Regions from separate parts of the Canis lupus genome. Here region 2 is linked to region 1. Evidence: chromatin contacts called from public Hi-C data. All regions are on one chromosome and are shown on one strand. Each heading gives the region's core, a stretch centred on a gene start, on an enhancer-like site or on the middle of the called end of the contact. The rest is flanking DNA. Distances are from core to core; before and after follow the strand shown.

Region 1 (6,851 bases), core at 3,125-5,624:
TTCTCCCTCTTCATTTTGCTCTTCCTTTCCAACCAGTCACAAGTAAGATTAAGACTTTCTTGAAAATATCTTCCAAATCCATCCTCTCCCTTCCATCCATCCTTTCAGTGCTTGTTTTGGCTTCCACATCACGTCTCCTGGACTATTCGACAGCTGGCATCTCTCCTCCAGTTGCTCTCTTCCAGCCCACCACTCAGAGTATGCCAGGAGAGCTCCACCACAGAGAGCTGACCACAGCCTTGACTTAGAACCCTGTAGTGTCTCTGTTCCCTTCTGGACAAGACCCAAGTGCCTTAGCAGGAGTATTGTGTTTATCAGAAAATGTTCAATTGAAGGCGACAGAAATCTACTTCAAACTGGCTTAAGGAAGTAAAAAAGGGGGGGGGGGCGGTAGGAGAGTTAGTTCAGGTCCTCTAAGGAAGCAGATGCCAAGAAGGGAATAGATTTGCAAGAGACAGAAGCACCTAGGAAGGTTCAAGGGGAGAGGCAAGGTGATTCAAGTCTGATCCTGTGAAGGAGAGAAGGAAAGCAGCCAGGCTGGGTGGAAAGAGTCTCAGACACAATGCAATTTCTGAATGTTTTGGCCCAGCCAATGGGCAATCCCACAGCCAAAGTCACCAGATCGAGGGGACCCTCAGGGATGAGACATGGGACGTTACTGCTATCCCCAAATGCTCAGTCATTGGCTAGAAGCAGCCCAGGGTTGGTGTATTAGGGGGTAGGGGTGGGGGTGAGGGCAAGGCTTGGCCTGGGAGCAAATGGGGTGGTGGATGCAGAAGGGCTACAAGTCTACTATGCTTCACAGCAACAGGTCTAAGAGGCACATATTCGTGGCCACCACAGGAAAAGACTCGAGTGCTCACACAAGTCCAGAAAGAGCATTGCTCCAGGTCTGGCTCTATCTAGGTTTCTAGATGACATCTCTACAATATTTCTTCATTTGGTGGCTCTGCTTTCCTCAGTATGGGCTCCATTCTCCAAAAGGTTTTCTCCATGAAGTGGCAAGAGAACCATTAACAGCTCCAGGCTTACTTCCTCTCAGGTTCAGATTCAGCCAGAAAGAGCATACCTGTTTCTTTCCCTGATCTTGTATATAAATGTCCCAGGAATAGCTCTAATTGGCTCTGACTGGATCATGTGCCCATCTCTGAACCAATCACCATGGCTGGGGGAAGCTGCGCTGGGGTTGACCAGGGGTTGGCTCTGCCCCGGGGGCTGGGGGAATATGGGCATGCCCACCACACCTGAGTGTGTGTGTGTGCAGGGGGGTTCCCTGAGGAACACTGGGGAAAAATTGGGGCTGCTTAGCAGAAGAAAGGGAAGTGAATGCAGAGTGAACCCAACACATGTCCTCTCCCCCTAGATCTTTACATTTCTCCCTGAGATACATCCAGTGGGGTTTCACTTATCTCTTGATGGGCAACAAGCCACCCCTAAACGTAGTGGCTTAAACCGAATGATCACCACTAGACTCTGAGCACGCTGGGCATGTTTCATCCCAGGGCTGGGCCCAGGAAGCCATAAGACAAGTGAGCACAAAGCCTTTGGGACTGGCAGAGCCAAGTCCTCATCCTGCCGGTAGCACTTGTATGCATGAAAGTGCCCAGCAGCAAGACCCTGCCTGTCTACTCACAGCTGTTTCCCCAGCACCCAGCACAGTGCCTGACACACAGTAAGTGCTCAATAAATATTTGGTGGACAGATGAATTAACCTCCCTGAGCCTTATTTTCTTCACCTGAGAAATCATGGTAACAACAGTAACAGTAACATCTAACACAGTCAAGATGATAATGCCAAGACCCAACCTCTCAAAATAACCTGTGATACTCTGCATAATCTGGCCTCTATGTACTTCTTCAGCCTCATCCCCTATGAAGTAGTGTGGCTCTCTACACTCTAGCCACTGAACTTTGTTCCAATTTCTCATATTTATCCATGCCCTTACCTCAGGACATTTGCACATGCTATTATCTGTACCAGATGCATTTTCCTCCCCTTCTTCACCTAGTTAATTAACTACTGGCTGTCTCTAACATCCCAGCTTTATTGCCACTCCCTGGGAGAAGATACCCATCAACCCCTGGACAAGCTGGACACTCCTACTGCATGCTTTCAAGACTACTATATGACTTTTCTTCTTGGCTCTTCTCAAAGGTGGTCTTGGGGCTCTCCAGAGAACAAAACCAATAAAAACAGAACACACACACACACACACACACACACACACACACACATCCTATTTATATGTAAAGAGATTTATTGTAAGGAATTGGCTCACATAATTTTGGAGGTTAGGAAGTCTACAATCTGTTATTTATAAGCTGGAGGCCCATAAAGCCAGTGGTGTCGTTCCAATCTGCATCCAAAGCCCTGAGAACCAGGAGAACTGATGGTGTGACTTCCAGTGCGACAGCAGGGGAAGACTGAAGTCCCTGTTCAACAGTTAGAGAGCAAATTCTGCCTTCCTCTACCTATTTGTTCTAGTCAGGCCTTCAACTGATTGGATCAAGCCCATATGTGTTAGAAAGGGCAATTTCCTTTACTAGGCCTACCAATTCAAATGCTAATCTTATCTGAAAGCACCCTGATAGACACACCTAGAAATAACATTTAACCAAATATTTGGGCTCTCCATGTTCAGGTAAAATTGACACATTCCATCAACCATCACAGAGATGGTAGCTACAGTGCGCCTGTTCCTGTTTGGTTAACATCAGTCTTCCCCGGGAACAAACCACCCTAAACGTGTCCTCGGCTCTGCAAGGCTAGTGATGTGGCTGGTTTGCTCCATCATGTAAATCCAGAACTTACAGGTACCTGGCACATAGTAGGTGCTTGACACGTATTGGACTGGAAGGATCAATGGGTGACTGCTTGGCATGGTGCATTGTGCCAAGAGGGCACTCACCCAAATGTCAGTCCCTTCAGGAGGTATTAGTAAATTCTATTTAAGTAAATGAATGAATGAATGATCTAGTGAATGGCTGGAACCAATCTATTGTACAAATTTGTGGGAGAAGACAAAATCAGAAATGTAATTACAAAGCAATGAGCAAATGTCAGAAGAATTTAAGCAAATAACTGTAGCAGTTCCCCAGCTGTCCCTCTCATTGTTCTGAAAATAAAAGAATTTCTGCTAATGGGGATGGGGGAAAAATGAAAAAGCCACATGAATGAAAAGAAGTGACCCCAAGAGCTGGCATCCCAGGAGGACAAGCTGGAGCCATCAGTGACTTCATGACAGGCTGTCATCACCGTCACCATGAAAGCCAGCAGAACTCCCCTCGAGCCATCCCAGCCCCACGGAGCCAAAAATGTACCAACGTCATGTCTGCAGTTGACCTCGGTTCCCAGTGCCCTTCCTCACATTCTTGGGGAGGCACTTGTGAAACTCAACCCAGATGCTGCACAAGGACAGGCGAGTGAGCGCTTTGGGAAGTGAGCGCTCATCCACATACCTTCCCCAGCTTCCCAGCTGCAGACTGGCAGGCGCCTCTGCGGGGCCCACGCCCACCCCAGAAACCACCCCTGGGCCAGGCTTGAACCCCTACACCAGTGTGTTGGAATTGGAAGCGGCTCCAGGAGCCTTTGGTCTGCTCCTTTTGTGCAGAGAGGGAAAATGCATGCCCAGGGTCACACAGCACGTTAAGTCAGCAGCATCTGCCAGGTCATAGTGAAGCCTGAAGCAAAAGGAAGGATCGGTAAAACTGATTTTGTTTTTATTTCAAAATTTGGTATTTTGTTTATCACGGATTTTTGCATTAACTCTGATATTGGAAAATACTGAATTAAAATATTATTAATCTTGATCACTGAGTTTTTTTAATGCCCCCTTAAATTCTGCTCCAGAGGTGGGTGTCTCCCCCGCCAGTGCCAGCCCTGGGAGTCAACCCACATTTCTTGGTTGGGAAGCCCACCACCTCTTTTCAGACAGGCAGCACACACTTCCGGGGCAGAACTGGCTTTGTGGGTAGGCCCATCTGGATCCTAATTCCACCTCTAGCAGGTCACTGAACTTCTGTGAATTTCAACTTTGTCTTCTAAAAATTTGGCCATCCCTCATTCGTCTAAGTGACCTTATTCAGGCTTCCATCATGTGCCTGGCACAGAGCCTGGCCCTGAGTATGTCGAGCTATTGGCCAAATATACTGGGGCTAAATACACTAATTGCCCGGGGCAGAGCCTAAGGATAGGGCCCCGAGTCATTATTACCCTCTCCTCTTTTCCCTTCTGAAATGAGGCAATAGGCACTTGGTGCTTAACATCCCCCAAACCAGCCTGCATGCTCCCAGCAGATTTGGCAAGAGGCTCTGGCCCAGCGTGGGCTGTCCCTGTTCTGCACGGGATGCTCCAGAAATCTGACCTTCTGCCTCTTGCACCCTCCCCTCCCTGCCAGCCGCATTCCCCGACTCTCGAGCAGGAGATAAGGCTGCTGTCTCCTGCTTCTTTCTCTCCTGTCTGGCCTGCCTGAGTCAGTGTGTATGATCTTAGTTTTCTATATTTATAGCAACAGGGGTGGGGTGGGGGACGTGAGCAGGGGGTCGGGTGGCTGGCCCGGAGCTCCTGGGCCGGTGGAAGCCGCTGGCCACAGGGGGTATTTAACTCTGGGCCCGCTGGTTGTAATTCTGGGGCTAGTAGAGCTGGTTGGGACCAGGTCCCTCTGGCTTCGATGACAGGCCTTCGGCAGGCACTATGATTGCAGAGCTGAAACCATTCATTTTCTCCCTGGCAAGCTATAGTTAAAGAGGTGCTAGCGGGCAGCCTGCTTGTCTGCAGGGAGGCTGATCAAAGGGCTCAAGGCATCTGTTTTGTCTCTGTTTTCTTTCCCCCACCCCCCTTTGAAAAAAAAAAATAGTTAAAAAGTAATTGATGAAAATGAATACCTGTCCTTCTCCCGAGGCTAAAAGGCAGCCACATATTAGAGATATTAAATATGCATCGGGTGTTTTTTACACTTCGGTCAGTTTTATAATGAGAAAATTGGACCTAGAGAATGCTCCCAATGTGTCTACTCCCATTAAAACCTCTCTGCAGGGTTTTTATAATATTGCACCCGACTTTTTTTACACCGTAAGGATTTCTTGAAGAAGATTAAATTCTCCCACTTCCAGCCTATGATTGGTGATAGTGTCCTGGTGGGCCCCTACCCCTCAGACCTCTGCAACCCACCTCTCCCCCTGTCCTGGAGTCCAGCACAGAGGCTGCCCTGCGAGAGCTTGTCCAGGACTCCAGCCTCTCCCCGCTCCCAGAGCCCCGAAGCTATGGAACTTGCTCTTCACTCGACTGCTCGAGAAAAATTTTCAGCTTAAAAATGCACACACTTAACTCTTGCATACTTCTCACTTGGTTTTGTAAGAAGATAAAGGGGTTTAGGCATGAGGATAAAATATCTTGAGCACAGGTGAAGAAGAAACTGCTTGGGACTCTCAGGAGGTGGGATACTTTTAAGGAGACCTTAAGAGAATAATTTATTAAAAACAACAAACAAACAAAACACCCAAAGGGGCATCTGGGAGGCTCAGTCATTTAAGTGTCTGTCTTTGACTCAGGTCATGATCCCAGAGTCTTGGGATTAAGCCCTGCATCGGGTTCCCTGCTCAGCAGGAGTCAGCTTCTCCCTCTCCCTCTGCCTGCCGCTCCCCTTGTTGTGCTCTCTCTATATATAAAATTAAAATAAAATAAAATAAAATAAAATAAAATAAGTCTTTTAAATAAAAAAAAAAAAACTAAACTAAAAACATATGTGACATCACTGAGCTGTGGGAAGTGAGGAGAGGCCTCATCAGCCATCCTCCATCCTGCACGCAGGCCTGTGGCCTTGCTTAGAACTTTAGTTCGATCGTTCATTCCCTCAGTCATGTGCACGTGAATGTTTCCCTATACCAGCCCAGGAGCTGGGAATACTCAGAAGTCCTGGTCTGCTGGCACCATGTGTGAAGGGCTCACTGTGCTGGCTTAAAAGCACCCTGTCCTATGTTCCTTTTATGTCCTTGCATGCCAAGATTTTACTACGCTACCTCTGTAGGCACTCAATATGGACCAGCTCTACCTTGGGGGATTTCTAGCCTGCCACGTATAAGGGTTAATTCTCCACCCTCCTTGCCACTCTTCCTCTTGCTCTCTGAGTCCCTTTGGAAAAAGTAAAATAAAACCATCTGTGCATGTATGGACAGAGAATATATAGTTTTCAGAGTATCTTCATAGCCCTTATTGCAATAGAATCTCCACCATGATCCTTTGAAATAGACATTGCTGTTTCCATTTCACAGATGGGGATAATCAGGACTCTCAGGTCACATGGCTAATAGGTTGTAGCACCCACATCTGGGTAACTCCAAAACAAGTTGCTATGTTACAACCAGACTCAAGAGAGTTTTTCAATGAAAGAACCCAGGCCTTGGCACCTGGCACCCTGGTTGGAAACTGACTCTAACGTTGGGCAGGTCACTTTCCTAACTTATCTCAGTGTCTCAGGGTTTGGAGGGGCCACAGTAATCTAGAGCCTGGCAAAGTGAAGGCTCCGGATAGACGTTATTGTCCTCCCTTTGATGAGGTTTGGCTCAAGGGGCAAAAGTCACCTATTTTGGGGTCTTCCAGCCATGCTTGGACCATACAGTTTTTCCTTCCCTCCCCTGGTCTGAATGTAGCCTTGGAAAATAAAACAAATTGCTCAAGCCTGTGGGCGTGGAGATGACCAGGCACTGGTCCCTTCTTGACTTCATGCCCACTCACTTTCAACAGGCCGAGATGCTTATTAGCATAATTCTGCTGCCTATTGGTATGGGCCATGTGAATATTCTTTCTGGTTCCCCAACACCCCAAGGAAAGGAGGTCTGTGCCACCCCCACTG
Region 2 (6,851 bases), core at 2,717-5,216, 250 kb before region 1:
TCCTATACACCAGCAATGAGTAAGTAGAATTTGTAATTAAAAATACAATACCATTTACTGTACCACCAAAAAAATTAAATACTAGAGAATAATCTAACAAAATATATCAAATATATGAGGAAAACAAGAATATGATGAAAGAAATCAAAGAAGATCTCAAAAATGGAGAGATATTCCATGTTCATGGATAGAAAAGACTCAATATTGTAAATGTGTCAATTTTTCCCAAGATGCCAGATTTTCTATTGATCTATAGGACCAATGTAATTTCAATAAAAATCCTAGCAAGTTATTTTATGGATATCAACTAATTAATGCTTAAGTTTGTATAGAGAGGCAAAAGATCCAGAATAGTCAATACAATATTGAAAAAGAAGAACAAAGTTGGAAGACTGACACTATCTGACTTCAAGACTTATTATAAATCTTCAATAATCAAGACAATGTGTTATTGGAGAAAGAATAGACCAAGAGAACAAAATAGAGAACCCAGAAATAAGCCTAAATATAGTCAATCAATCTTTGATAAAGAGCAAAGACAATTCAATGGACAGAAGAGAGTCTTTTCAACAAATGATGCTGGAACAATTGAATGTCCACATGCAAAATAATCTAGATGCAGACCTTCCATACTTTACAAAGATTAACTCAAAATGGATCACAGACCTAAATGTAAAATGTAAAACTATAAAATTCCTGGAAGATAACATAAGAGAAAATCTAGATGACCTTGTGTTTGGTGGTGGTGTTTTAGATTCAACAGCAAAGGCATGAACCATGGAAGAAATAATTGATAAGCTGGACTTTATCAATATTAAAAAAAATTCTGCTCTGCAGAAGATACTCTCGAAAGGATGCAAAGATTAGCCACAGACTGGGAGAAAGTATTTGCAAAAGATATGTTTTTTTATAAGGGACTATTACCCCAAATATACAAGAATTCTTAAAACTCAACAATAAGAAAACCTATTTTTAAAAATGAGCCAAAGACCTTAATAGACACTTAACTAAAGAGGATATATAGATGGCAAATAAGCAAATGAGATGTTCCACATCATATGTCATCATGGAGATGAAAATTAAACAACAATGAGATACTACTCTGTACCTATTAAAATGGCCAAATTCAAGAGACTTGGCAATGCCAAATGTTGGCAAGGATATGGAGTAATAGGAATTCTCATTCATTGCGTGAATGAGAATGCATAATGCATAATGGTACACTTTGGAACAGAGTCTGGCAGTTTCTTATAAAACTGAACATACTCTTATCATATGATACAGGAATTGGACTCCTTTGTTTTTCTGTAAAGGAGTCGGGAATTTATGTCCACACAAAAACCTGCACACAAATGTTTTTAGCAGCCACATTCATAATTCCCAAAATGTGGAGGCAACTACAATGTTCTTTAGTAGGCGAGTGGATAAACTGTGGAACACCCAGACAATGGAATCTTATTCAGTGCTAAAAAAAAGATGATCTAGCAGGCCATGAAAAGACATGGAGGACACATAAATGCATTTTACTATGTGAAAGATTGGTTCTTTCACATAATAAAATGCAACTTATGATATGATTCCAACCACATGACATTCTGGAAAAACAAAACTATGGAGACAATAAAAAGATCGGTGGTTGCTAAGGATTAGGGGAGTGGGAAGGATAAACAGGTGAAGAACAGAGGATTTTACAGCAGTGTGACCTATTCTGTGTGATAGTCTGATGGTGGAGACATTACACATTTGTCTAAATCCATAGAATGTACAACACCAAGAGTGAGCTCTAATGCAGACTATGAACTCTGAATGATAATGTTAAGTTTGGATTTAGTCTACTATTTCATTATTTGTTTTCTGCTTATTTCCTTTGTTTTTGTTGTTGTTGTTTTTCCTTTCTGCCTTTTTTGGATTTTTTTTTTTTTTAGTATTCCATTTATATTTCTTTATTGCAGTTTTGACCTTATCTTTGTATATTTTTGGTTATTATGGGGAATAGACATAACTAATTTTTCACTGTTCAGTGGGAATCAGTAATTTACCGTGTAGAGTACAGATACATTACTACTGTAGTGGCCCCTTTATATTCTCTTCTTTTTGTTGCAGTTATGCTATATATTACATCTACACATGGAAAACCTCATAAAAATGTCCTATTTGTGTTTTCACTGTCAAGCATGTTTCCCAGAACTCAATAGGAGAATAATAGTCTATTATATTAAGCACCTTTCAATATCATATTCTCCCATAAGGGATTTTCTCACATCACTCCAGCCCCCTGTTTCTTCCTGCAGCCTCTCTCCTGGCTTCACTTACCCAAAAGCTTGGATTCCTTATTGCCATGAGACAGACACTTCTCCTGGACCTTTTTTTTTTTTTTTTTTTTTTACTAAACTATCAGGATCTCTGGCTCGGAGTTATTAAAGTGTTGATTTCTGCTTGTGAATTACCCATAGCTGTGTGAAGGTTTTTTTTCCCCCTCTGGAGGCAGAAATAATTAAATTGAACAAAAATGTTCACAATTGACTCCATGTAGGTGTCTACATTGTGTTGTCCTTAGATTATGCTTGCACCTGAAAATCATCTTGGTCTTTGGAAAGGAGAAAATGAGAAACTAATATTAGAGTAACTTCCTCTCATATATATACATACCTCTATTGATATTGATAGTACCCTGTACAGGTCTGATATGTTATAGACTTTACTGTCTCAGAAGCATTTCTGTTTACACACACACACACACACACACATACATACATACACACACACGCATACATGCACATACATGTCCATTTCATTACTGAACAATACAGATAAAAGCATGTTTTCTTCTGGCTTTTTAGCCAGTAGAATGTATGCTCATCATGTGAGCACTAATTTAGGTGACCAAACAATTTATCATGGGAACCAGGATATTTTTGAAAGTGAAAGAGAATGCTATTACTAATACCAAAACCACTGGATCTTATGACGTGCATCATAAACATCACTGCAGCTGGGGATAAGTGACCAACAGTGATTTGAATCACAGTGAGGAGAAACCTGTGGCAGTAGTCTTAATCTCAAAGGATTCCAAGAGTGTAAGGGCAATCCCCAGAGGTGAAATAATTCAGCCATTCAGAACCCTGTCTCTGAGTTAAAAGAGGTTTCCCTGAGCACAGTCTCATCTTATTCACAACCACTCTGCAAGGAAGGTATTATTATTCGCATATCAGAGATAAAGAAATGGAGGCTTGGAGAGGGAATATAAAATGTCCAAGATCTCCACAGTCAGAACTTCATAGAGCTGACACTAGGACTTCTCCTCCCCTGATTCCAGACACCAACTTGGAAGCCATAAAAAGTTGTGAACTGCATGAAAACATCAGTGGCTATGGATCCAGGCTCAAATTCCAGCTCATGGTGCTATACCAGCTGTGCAACCTTAGCTGACCTGTGTGATTATGGTGGTATTGTGAGAATAGTAGCTTCTCACATGCAGGGCTAGCCATGTGCCTCTGAGCTGTTACCACATTCACACCTCACACTAACCCTATCACATTTTGCAAATGAAGGAAATAGTCTGAAAGAGCCTGGAAAAGTGCCCGCTTCATGGGATATACTCAATAAATATAGTTTCCCCTTTACTTCAGGTCAGAGCATAGTGCAGGTCCTGAACCATTTTGGGTTTTATAATATTGCTCTGGAAGATTTTAAAAGGTGGTCCCTTCTCCTAATGAATATGTCTCCTTCCTCTTTTTTTCTAAAGACTGAAAGATTGCTTATTATATGGTTGTTGTTGTTGTTGTTGTTATTATTATTATTATTATTGCCAGAATCCCTCCCACTTTCTTGAAACCATTTTGTCTCATGCCCTGGTTGTGGCCATGCATGAGAAACAGCAGGTGGTGCCAGATGACAGATGGTGTGGGAGCCCGTTCCCCGGTGGGAGGGGGTGCGAGCGAGGGAGCAGGCAGGCAGCTGCCAGGAGCTCTTCCTCTCGCTCGCGCCTCGCTCTCAGAAACTCCCAATCCAGACACAGGCAAGGCGCTGTCCTTTCAGCACCACAAGCTCGGGCTGAGGAGGGAGGACTCCTGGTCGTCCTCCTCCTCTTCAAATTGGCTTGAATCTGCTTTGACCCCCCAAGAGTGCAGCACAGTAAGTAGGCATTTGTTTTTGCTATAATCACTCCTTAATATCCTCCGACCCTTTACCATCCCTTTCACCTCCACAACAATCCTATTTTGCCTAATAATGTTCCATCAGCAGGATTGACAAGAGAAATTCAGTTGTATGGGCTTCATAAGGGTGGGGTGGGAGCACCGTTTGACTTCCAAAGGAGCTTGAGAGAAATAAATGTGATTTGTTTATTTAGTTGGCAATCTTGCAATATGGGGGCTGCTAACTTTCCATGGAAGAAAAAAAAAAAAAAGGCCCTTCACTATTGAGGAAATGGAGGCATTCCATGGCTGAATAACAGAATCAGGTTCAAGACAACCTTTTTGTTTTGTTTTGTTTTATGAAATTGTCTCTCCTGTACCACTTACATTTCATGTGAAAGGGTACAGTACACATAGAGACATTTAATGTATTTATTGTGTTTTAGGGAGATGGCTGAAGAAAAGCTAGCATAATAAAATAGCAAGGGGGTAAGGTGTGGTGGTAAGGTGAAATTTATCGTACAGCAGGGTGACCCAGAATAATAGGATTTAATTTTTCAGTAAGAATTAGCTTTTCACTGAGGTTATATAACTGTATTAGCTCTAATGTCTTTTTTTTTTTTTTTTTGAAAGCTTGTATATTGTTTGTGTAAGTCTGGGATTTTCCTTGAGTTTCCTGAATTTGAGGGCTATTGAACCCCATGGGAAGGTGGCATATTTTGATGATGAAAGAAGTTTCACTGGATAATGAGTTTCATGTCAAGAAATCTAGCAGAGGATAGATAGATGACTGATCTCTACACTGAAAGCCGAGTGGACCCGTTGAGAACGCTGCTGTTTTCTCTGTCATCAGCCTTCTCTTTCCCTGCCTCACCTCCCACTGTAACTAGAACTCCACTGCTTGTCTTAGGTCTGGGAAGAAAGGCATAAGGATGGTGAAGCTGAACAGTAACCCCAGTGAGAAGGGAACCAAGCCGCCTTCGGTTGAGGATGGCTTCCAGACCGTCCCTCTCATCACTCCTTTGGAGGTTAACCACTTACAGCTGCCTGCTCCGGAAAAGGTAAAGCAGTTGCTCTTTTCCCCATCAGACCCTCATGCTCCCCACCTCCCATCTCAGGAAATAAAGCAGCAAAAATTCCACCTCCCCAAATCCTCTCATACCCTCAGCCAAATATGTCTCCTTTCCTGTAAAATGTAGTCATTCCTTTCAGAGACATGACATCTCTTGTGTTATTTCAGGTTTATGGTAAGTGTTTACTCAATTTTTGTTCACATATACATACATGGGCAAGACAATTCACCTTTCTTTGTTAAAGTTTTATCATAGCAGATGAATACTAATAAGCTTGTAGATGATGACAGAGATAATTGTCTTGATTATTTGGGGGAGGTGTTTCAGGAATTCAGTGGTATAGATTTGAGGACAGAGAATTGGATGCAGTCCAACAAGCATTTAGTTTGCACCTGCTAAGGCCATATCCCTGTGCTACAAGTTATGAAAAGACAAATTACAAAATCCCTACTCTGTATAATGCATAATATAATGCATCAGGGTAAATGTTATACCTGAGAATTTCACAGGTTATGAGAGCATAAGAGTGAAAACAATTACATTCTGTTGGGGTGGGAGGGGACTGGAAGGAACAGGTTAGGTAACCTGCAGAAAAGAACATTTGAATTTGGCTTGTAAAGGTGAGTAAAAACCTTCCAGATAGACCATAGGAGGAAAAGACATTTAAGACATATGCAAAGCATGGAGAGCTTTTGAGAAATAGCGTGACTAGAGTAGAGCGTTTTTAGGGAGGCGTGGCTGGAAATGAATGACTGGCTGATGGCACATCTCCTGACATGGGAGTAGTCCATGAAGAATGGAGGTGGGCATTTATATAAAGGTGGGCACGGATACAAAAGTTATCCCATGGACAGAGCTGGGAGAAACATTATTGTGTGAGATCCAGTTGAAAGAACTTGAGATTTTATAATGTGAGCTTTTGCATACTGCAAGAGATAGATTTGGAGGTAAATGATGGAGTTCCCTGGCTGAAGAGCAAACAATGGATCATTCCATCTATTTGATTTTCTCATTGGCATCTCCAGGAGGGCATTGTGTGTCTTAACCAATTGGCTCTATCCAATGAACAGAAGAGGAGCCAAAGCTAGATAAAGGGCCTGGATGATTGGCTGGGGATTGAGTCATCTGTTTTGAAAGTGCGGAGATTGTCAATATGAGAATGTGTATGGGGGTGGCAGAAATAAAGAATCTTTGAGCCATCCTGTGAGACTGATAAAGCTTTTAAAAATAAAATGTGAACAGGACCTAACACTAAAGAAATGTGAAAAAAAACCAGTATTAATGTATTAATTAGGTATCTGCTATGCATATAGCAGATGCTCTTAGTTTTTGGTTGCATATTAGAATCACCTGAGGGGGCCTTTGAAAATCCTGATATCTAGGCTACTCCCCAGAACAATTATGTCAGAGCTCTGGGGGTGACACCCAGGCATCAGTATTAATTAAATCCCCCCAGGTGACTCATGTGTGCAAAGTTGAGAACCACTGCTCTGTATGCACATTTCCACAGGGGAGTCAGGGATTATGCACTCAAATTTATAGGTGAAAAGGCGAAGGATCAGAGAAATTTGGTTAGTTATTCAAGCTTACAGAAGGAGTAAGTGGCAATGCTGGAATTTGAACCCAGGTATAACAGAAATTG

Evidence for each region. A called contact is a pair of places that touch in the nucleus more often than the background predicts.
Region 2: a Hi-C map of skin fibroblasts shows a contact between it and region 1, with 2.2 times the contacts expected there. The contact joins the promoter of NSG2 here to the enhancer-like site in region 1. A contact is called at or near these places in 2 of 9 Hi-C or Micro-C datasets (amygdala and skin fibroblasts).

Annotation. Positions count from the first base shown.
Region 1 is chr4:39,181,009-39,187,859 of UU_Cfam_GSD_1.0, reverse strand. No RefSeq gene overlaps it. Among named protein-coding and RNA genes, the nearest start is that of NSG2, 250 kb to the left of the region's middle. Within about 2 kb of position 4,374, at least 2 of the 20 cell types and tissues checked have an H3K27ac peak or open chromatin away from gene starts, as enhancers often do.
Region 2 is chr4:39,434,213-39,441,063 of UU_Cfam_GSD_1.0, reverse strand. NSG2 (neuronal vesicle trafficking-associated protein 2) reads left to right here and starts at 3,966. Exons shown (of 5, transcript XM_038533742.1): 1 at 3,966-4,134; 2 at 5,047-5,197. The coding sequence starts at 5,069.